Linked DNA regions of Gossypium hirsutum: region 1 is linked to region 2. A link is a contact called in public Hi-C data. All regions are on one chromosome and are shown on one strand. The core of a region is the stretch at or near the end of the contact, and the rest is flanking DNA. Distances in the headings are between cores, read along the strand shown.

Region 1 (4,560 bases), core at 1,772-4,271, 140 kb before region 2:
AGAAATTGAAAATTATGGAGGATAAATTTGATCGTTGATAAAATGAACTATCACTTTGAGCAAGATTGTGCTAATAACGTGTTATAAAATAAAGAGAGATGGGGAGAATAAAGAACAAAGAAAATATGAAAGTAATAGAGAATGTACTTTATTGATCAAAAGGGATCATTACAATGCTTCATCAGAGTCTCTATTTATAGGCATAAGAAGTATAAAAGAAGTAGAGATCTAATTCTAATAACTATTAGAATTTAAAGTACATCAAAATTTATCTCGATCATGATAGTCATCCACTTAATAAGACATTCATAACAATTATGAATATTTATACAAGATTTGGTAATTAAAAGAAAATAATGAAATGTATGAAATTTGGCTTAATTGATAAATTAAGATAGAGAAATTTCATGAGATATGATGTTATTGCATAATGTAGAAAAAATGGAATTTATTTTCTATAATAAGCTATAATGGTAATTCAATTCAACAAAAAAGTAGAAATTATAAAAGGTGCAATATGTTTATACATGCATATGAAAATATTATTAAGAGTACTTGAACTTCATAGTAGATATATATGTGAACTTTTAAATGGAATTATTAGTTGAAAATACTTAATGAGCCCATAAAAGTGATATATGATATGCATGAAATATGAAAAATATGTGATGATGAATGGATGTTCAGAAGCTCTAATTATATGACTTTGTTATGAGTTGTGTATCATGACAACATGGTATACATATCTATATGTGAATATGAAAACCTTAATGAAAAAACTTTAATAAGTAGATTGCTCTAGTAAGCTTGGTAAAATAGTGAGAATACAATTGACATGTGATCGTATGCGCACGTACGCAAAAAACAAACAATTTTATAAAACGATTTAAAAGTGTGATTTTAACTGCAAAGGTTGGAACGCTGGAAATGTGCAAGAGTACACAATTGTAATAAGTAGTAAAGTGATAAGTATATTGAATTATCATTTCCATAGGGACTGAACAAGCAAATGTTTATGAAATATATACTTACACAAATTGGTAGCGGAAAAATATTGTGAGAAAGTGAGTTATTACCTAGACTAAAATAAAAAACAAGGTGAAAGCAAATCTTTAACAAGTTTAATTAATATGATAGAGGTGTGTTAGATTAATTTTATTCTTTAACTCAGAATTATTAAAACAATGTTTATGATGTTACGGACAATTTTATGGCAACTTGGTCTTTTGTTAACTGATGCAAACATACTTATTAAAATCAATTAATCTTTCTAGCATATGTCTATGCTAAATTAATTAATTAATTTTCATAAGCAGACATAAGATAAAGTGAAATAACAATATACTTTTATCTTGAAACAAATTTAATCACAACAATCTTTAAGTTATGCAAGGTAATAATATCAGTTAATACTATTACTCATTGATGGATGTCGAAACCACCAAAAATAATTCCTACAATTAAAATAAATCTAAACAATAATAAAGAATAGTAGGGTCGAGTCCATAGGGACTGAATGTTATGATTAACTTTCATGTTTTTCTTGTGAACAGAATTTTCGTCGAGCTGATAATCGTGGCAATTGTCGTGCCCATGACTCCAAACGAACCTGTTGAAAAATAAGTTAAATAAATTAAAGGAGTTTCAAAATGACTAGAAATTAAATAAATGAAATAGCAGAAATAAACAATTAATTAAATTGGAAAATAAATTTAGATTTTTTAGACATAGTTATTTAGATTTTTTAGACTCAGTGGATTCTAGTTTTTGAATCGATCCTCAAAAATTAGTTTTCTCCTTCAAACAATAAGCTAGTTATAGCGACGAAGAACGTCCTAACCACTAATTCTTCCTCTGGCAGGTAATCCAGGTACGCCCTGCAAACCAACCCTTACCGATTGTCTAACCATGATACACGTGTTTTCAGTTCAAGATCTCGACAGCCTTGCGTTCTAAAGAACCCAACTTGGATTAACAGCCTCAACTGTGCGGGACATTTAATCTGATCACAATCTCCCTTAACTTGTTTGCGGAAATCAGAATACAGCACGACCGACTCGTCTTCTCAACTGTACGCCAAAACGACTCCAACCTAACGCACTTTTTGAATTAAAATCGAGTTAACTTTAATGGATGAATTTGTCAATCCCGATATTTCGGAGAGATGGTGAATACGAATTTGAAGGATTTTTAGTGCGGATATAATTTCTTATGATTCTTGATCTGAAAGAATACCAGCCCAAAACTAATTTGAAATTAGTGAAGTATGAATTTAATCATGCTTTGGTTGGTTATGAAAGTAGATTTAAATGAAAATAGTGATAGAAGAAAGGGGGAGGGCTTGGGAAAAAATTGAACCAAAAATTTAAATGGAAACAAAAGTTATCAAGGTGTGTTTTTTCAAGTAGGCCATGCCACCTATTTATACATAAATCATATGCTAAAATTATGTTAATCCCACATATCCACTAATTACATGAAATAAATATTATATTTCTTTTTTAATTTTGGCTTTTATAAAGTCAAAAATCTGATCAACCCCTAAATGTCTATAAATTTATGATTTGACCCCTTTTCAACTTCCCATGCTTTAATTTAATTCTGTTTTGCTTGGCTTTGATTTACAGCATTTGAATTTCGTTCCTGATAATATTTAAACATAAAATTCACCAATTAGAAGGAATTAATTGAAGAACAAGTTGAGTTGAGCACGTAAAATATGTAAAATAATCAAGCTATCACTCATTTAATCTAATTTTACACTTAAGAAGATTAAACATGTAACAATTAGATATTTTGTCAATTAATTATAATTTCTTACATTTATAATGGAAGAATATTATAGGCATGATTTTATCTAATTGAACAAATTACTAAGATGTATAACATCACAAACAAGATTTTAACAATTTAAAAAGATGGAGTAAAAATGTAAGATGGTTGGCTGATAAAAAAAGAGAAAATTAAATAGTTAAATTATTGTTTTATAAGTGATAAAAATAAATACTAAAAGTTGAGTCACAATCCTATAACATTTCAGAATTGTGTGAAAAAAAGAAGGGAATTTGCCCAAAATAAAATTATCCCCTCAAAGCACATCCCTCTATAAAAATTCGATTTCCGAAATTAAAATAAGCCCCTAGGGTTTCCTCTTCTCTCTGGGATCTTCCAAATCTCCACCTTATCTATCAAATATGATGCAACAACCACCACCAGGAGGCGTTGCTACGCCTCCTTCAATGGCAGCCGATCAGTCTCAAACCCATCACTACCAGCAACAACAGCAATCGCAGACTTGGATGATGATGTCTCAACAACAACAGCAGGTAGGTCAGCCGGTTCCTCCACCTTCCGGCTGGAATACGCAGCCTATCCCTCCCCCCTCTCAGATGCAGCAGTACCCCGCCGGTTCAGCGGCCGCCGGCTCCGGCGAGATTCGATCTCTCTGGATTGGTGATCTTCAACCATGGATGGATGAGAATTACCTCATGAATATCTTCGCTCAAACTGGAGAGGTAATTAAATTCGAGAAAAATACAGTTTCCGAGTACATATTAAAAATGAATCGTATTTAATTCAAATGAGCGAATATGTTATAGTCTTACCATTACTTGCAGAAGCTAAATTCCAAAATGTTCATTTTTTTCCTTTCTGTATAAAAATGAATTTCTTCTTTTCTTTTTATTTTAATGCAATAAAAAACAAGTAGTAAAGGTCGTAATTAAACAAAGGTAAATCTTTTGGGTTATTTTAGGTTGTTTCAGCTAAGGTGATTAGGAATAAGCAGACGGCTCTACCGGAGGGATATGGGTTTATAGAGTTTGTCTCGCAAGAGGCAGCTGAGCGGGTTTTGCAGTCATACAATGGGGTGCCAATGCCAAATTCTGAGCAGAACTTTAGATTGAATTGGGCCGCTCTCGGATATGGGGATAAGAGGCAAGAAGAGGGCACTGACTACACCATCTTTGTTGGGGATTTAGCTGGGGATGTTTCGGATTACTTGTTACAGGAGACCTTTAAAGCTGTTTACCCATCTGTTAAGGGTGCCAAAGTGGTTACTGATAGGACAACTGGACGGTCTAAAGGTTATGGCTTTGTGAGGTTTGGTAATGAAACTGAGCAGATTCGAGCCATGACGGAAATGAATGGAATTTATTGTTCGACAAGGGCAATGCGAATTGGACCAGCTGCTAATAAGAAGCCATTCACTGGTCAGCAGTATCAGAAAGGTACACATCTTGTGGTTTATTTGAAGTTCATTATTTATATCGGATGCCATGTGAAGTTTACTTGGTTGTGTATAGTATTTATTTGCTCTGATTTATGCTTGATTACTTTAACTGGTTGGTTATTACGTTTTGTTTTGTTTTTGGGTTTTCATTATCTGAGTCGAACATGTCAGAGTTCCTTAAAGTTTGAACCCTTACCGTTATGCAATAAAAGCTTGGAGAATTTATACAAAGTCGTTTCCTTCCAGTTTGCCTTTGTAAGATTGGGCCCTTATAATTATATTAAAACATGCTAAAACTTATATAAAACTATGTTGTCTTAAGCAGGACA
Region 2 (4,707 bases), core at 2,130-4,629:
AAAAATACAACCAGACATTTTAGTACTAATATTAACACTAAATACACTTTTAACACAAATAAACTACTATAAAAAGAAATAACTAATTATACTAATAAAAAAATAACCTTACAACTAACTAAATACACTTAACATTTTCTTTTTTTTTTTTCTAATTTTTGGTGAGGGGAGACCTTTAGCTCTGTTTGTTAGAATTTTTTTTCTTTAGGTATCTGTGGGGGGTTGGGGACCAAACCAACCCCCCTTTGCAATATTCATAATATTAATTAATATATATATAAACAGAAAGTAAAAAAAAACTTATATATAAAATAATCGGGTATTAGAACTCGAACCCGTGATCGACAGGTCACATCAGTGGTAGGCCGTTAGGTTTATAATATTATTTTTAAAAAATAAAGTAAAAAAATTGATATATAAAATAATCGACGGGTCACATCGATGGTAGGCTGTCAGGTCGGTGTCTTTTTTTTTTTACTTCTAGCTTTAAAAATTTTATTTTAAAGGGCACCAATAAAATTTTTTTTTTTCGTTTTACCAGTATAAAAAAAACCGTGTATTTTTATGTTTGAAATGCTAGTGTCGTCGATTGCTTAGGCGACACCCCCAAAAAATTAATTTTTTAAATATGATGTCATAGATGGCAGGGGAGAGGGGTGTCGCCAATTACTTAGGCAACACTGGTTTTACATTGTTGAGTTTACCTAGATTGGTAAATAATAGGGCCTTATACTATTTTAGTATATATTTTATTTTTTTATATTATTTAGGTAAAAAACTCCATCTTTTAACTAGAAAAAAGAATTTAACAGTTAATGTTGAAAAGACAACATAATATTAAAATAATATGGCTATATATAATTATGATAGTAAAATCAATGATGTTTGAATGAAATAAGTTGAACAAAGAATCAGTCAAGATATTGGTTTGGAGAATGGTAACAAACCTGATGAATTGTGACCGGTACAGATTGGTTGAATCGATAGTTAAACCAAAATTTTAATATTTTATTTTTAATAAATTTTTAATTAGATCGACTGACAAATTGATGATCTAATTTATATAACTACCGTTTTGGTTTTAAAAATATTTCCTAAAATTATCTATTTATCGAAAATGGATGAATAAGAAATGTGAGAATACAATGGCTAATCGCATCACTAAATTGATTTTTAGCAGGATGTGGGTCTTCGGTTGTTTGTAGAGAATCTATTAAATTTTAATAGTTTAATCTAAGTATTGTATTTGCTGTTGTTTTAACAAAATTTATTTGGGATATTGACATATTTTAACTAAAGACATGAAGGTCAGTTTCGGAACATTTTTAAGCTTTGAATGCTGAAATAGATGGATTAAATCCCTTTGGGCCCGTCTCTGATGGGCGTAAATTGAAATCCTATAACTTCAGATATTATCAAAACTTGAAGCAAAGTTGAAAGGAAAATATTATAAATAAAGTATCTCAGAAGCCCCATTATTGTGCAAATGAAGGCGGTGCTGCTCAGATTTGGAAGTTCATATTGAGTGCTCAAATCCACTGATACATTCACTGCCAATGAGCTGGCATTGTTGCTCAACATTTTGCATTGAAATTTCCAATAAATTATATAAAATAAATAATTTTAACATAATTTTCATCAATGTATGAAAAATATGACCATTCAAATATTTTAAATATATTGAACCAATACTCAAAATTAAGACTTCAATCTAAATCTGAATAATATATAATACGACCGCTACTTTACTGCTTTGAAATATCAAAAAGTTTCTACAAAACCCTTGTGCAATGGTCTATAGCTCTATATATACACCAGATTTCAGAACAAAAAAGAAAAACTCAACTTTTTGTGAATCAAAATTTCCTGATTTACACTTCTTCACCACCACCACCACCATTATCATCATCGTCAAGAACATCCTCTCTACACATGGGACAAGTTCCTTGCCTGCTTAGCCATTCATCTATGCACTTTAAGTGAAAGATGTGCCCACATCTGGGAAGATTTCTTGCCATTTCTCCATCCTTTAATCCCTATAGGAAAATATATATATACATGCAAAATCTCATTTGACTGCTACACAAATCGAAATGAAAAGAAAAAGGATTGCAGATATCGAGATTTGGTTTACCTGTATGCAAATTGAACAACAAGATTCCTCCCTTGATTTGATCCTCTCAATAGAATGAAATTCCTGCATTGGAAGCTTTTGGATGCAACTTCTAGATAAACCCTTTCCTCCATTTACATCATATATGTCTGAGATTTCTCTGTATGTCGATTCAAGTGAATTCATCTGCAATTTTTTTCATCAACATAAGAGGAACAGTGTAACCAAAACCCAAATATTACTTTGTTTGGCTACTCAGAGAGTTACTTACTTGCCATTGGTATGCTTTTAGCACTGCTGGGCTTACCCATTCAATGAAAACCTTCCCATTTACTAAGCTAACCAATAAGGCTACCTATAAAACAGCAAATCAAATAAGGAAATTTATACTTTATTATTTTTTATTTTTATATTTAAACAAAGGGTTAATTAAAATAGAAAATTTTCCACTTGAATGTATAACTATTAGTGAGGATGAAATTAATGCGAATTGTGACCTTAGACAATGACTCCCCATCAGCCAATGATTCCAGTAACTGAACGGCTGTGATCGCACCTGCAACAGCCCCAATTCCAGCTCCCCTGAAAAACCCAGTTTCTGTTGTTTGCCCTTTCATTGCTCCTACTACAGTTCCCACTATGGCTCCTCCTACAAGCAAATTTGAGTCCAAAGTTCAAACTGATATAGCAGCTATAAACAGGGAGGATCGATCCTCCAAACTATACCCGAATCAGAGTAACATAATATAGGAGTTTAGAAGAGGTAAATATTGCACAAACTTTCTCATTTGTCAGAGACAAAACCAACACAATATATACAAGAAAATGGGATCTGCAGGAAAAGCCAAAATCGATGAAAAAACAAACCCGAGTAGCTAAAAAAGATAACCAAAAAGCGAGAAGTACAAAACTTGAAGCAAAGAAAGCATATTACCTAAAGCAAAAATGCAGATGAAAGCAGCAAAGAGTGATCTTTTGAAGAGTTTAATTAAGAATCCAATCCTAAGATCTGTCATTAGAACAAAAATCCAGAAAGCAAGAGCTTCCCCACATCTAAATGCTAATCCAGGGAAACAGTCCTTTAACATCGGAAGAAAATATCTAAAACAAGGGACAAAAGGAGTGAAGAGAGAGGGAGTGTGAAAGGTTGAATTGAATGTTAGAAGTGAAAGAAGTCGGTTTTTAACGAGTGAGGGTGGGGAAGGTTCTGGTGTAAATACAGAGCATTTATAGCCGGCGGCCCAAAGCTAAAGTAATTAGTTCTCATAGGCAATGAAATGAGATAAAATTTTCATATGAAAAAGAAAATCAAGTACTAATACATGGGGTTATTTCCGTATTGGCCATTGCATTTTTGTTGTTAGTGTTTTAAACGTGTCTAATAAAATGACTAAACAATTCATTTTCCTTTATTAATCAATCCATTTTAAGTTTTTTATATACCATTCATCACTTAAATTTTATTAAAAAATAATATAAAATCTAAAAATAAAGACTTTATTTTTTTAAAAAAATCAGGCGGCACAATCTATCACTATACTTTAACAGAATTAAAGTTTAGGGACTAAATTTTAAAAAATTAAATTATAAAATTAATATAAACCCAAAAAAAAAAAGTTAAAAACCAAAGTAGAAAAGTTGTGAGGTTTAAGACTAAGAATGGGTAATATATTTACATGTGATTAATATAAAAATAATAGTGATGGTGAAATTAAATACTGTAATATAGCAAAAAAATAAACTAAACACACTAAATGTTGTTATATCTTTTAATTAAAGCTTAATAGAAACTAAGTTTGCTTTCACCCAAATCAATTTATTTTCTAAACAAATAAATACATGGACTAGAAAGGTCATCTTTTAAAATATTATATGTAATTCTTTCACCGACATAATGAATGTCATATAACTTAATATTGTTTATTGAAATAAACGAAGTCCGCTAAACCCATTTTATGAGAGTAAAAGACTCTTCTCTTTGTTACTTTCCCTGACAACATAATGAATGTTATATATTATATTATTTGGAGGAAAAGGTATGTGAGTTTATTCAAATAAAAAAAGCTAGTTAATCCCATTTTATGAAAGAGTAATAGACTCCTAATACTACCAAGAGGGGTAGATACTGGCTTCCGCACCCACCATGTCTCCTATATGGTTTGCTGTACACCATGATTTTTTACATCCCATCATCACTTTGTATATTTCTCTGATGTCTCTTTTTAGTGAGAGGTGGTTGTCGGAATCACTCTTTGGTTGTAGCATCCCACCCCATTCACATTGTCGCTTTCCACTATCACATTATGGTATAACAATTATACTAGTGTAATAGAGCTAGAATGAGCAAATTAACTCGTATTGTATTTTTTTTTGTACATTTTAATTGTAAGAAGTCATCACTTTTTTTTTGCTCTCATTGTAACTCGTCTCAATTGAAATCACCTTGATCCTCATACATAGGCTTAAGCATACTTACATTGAATACTGAATTAATCTTGAATATTACCACTAACTTAGGTTTATACATCCATTGGCTTACCCACTTCAAGACTTTAGAAAGGTCTTTGTTTTTGTCAAGCTAACTGTAAATCATA

Evidence for each region. A called contact is a pair of places that touch in the nucleus more often than the background predicts.
Region 1: a contact with region 2 is called in a Hi-C map of leaf, with 2.8 times the contacts expected there. The contact joins the promoter of LOC107893524 here to the promoter of LOC121212486 in region 2. A contact is called at or near these places in 2 of 34 Hi-C or Micro-C datasets (both in leaf).

Annotation. Positions count from the first base shown.
Region 1 is chrA13:94,649,953-94,654,512 of Gossypium_hirsutum_v2.1, reverse strand. LOC107893524 (polyadenylate-binding protein RBP45C) reads left to right here and starts at 3,021. Exons shown (of 7, transcript XM_016818554.2): 1 at 3,021-3,515; 2 at 3,755-4,229. The coding sequence starts at 3,195.
Region 2 is chrA13:94,506,976-94,511,682 of Gossypium_hirsutum_v2.1, reverse strand. It overlaps LOC121212486 (NEP1-interacting protein 1), which reads right to left and starts at 3,379. Exons shown (of 5, transcript XM_041085309.1): 1 at 3,048-3,379; 2 at 2,611-2,762; 3 at 2,385-2,468; 4 at 2,135-2,299; 5 at 1,723-2,036. The coding sequence starts at 3,201. The coding sequence ends at 1,872.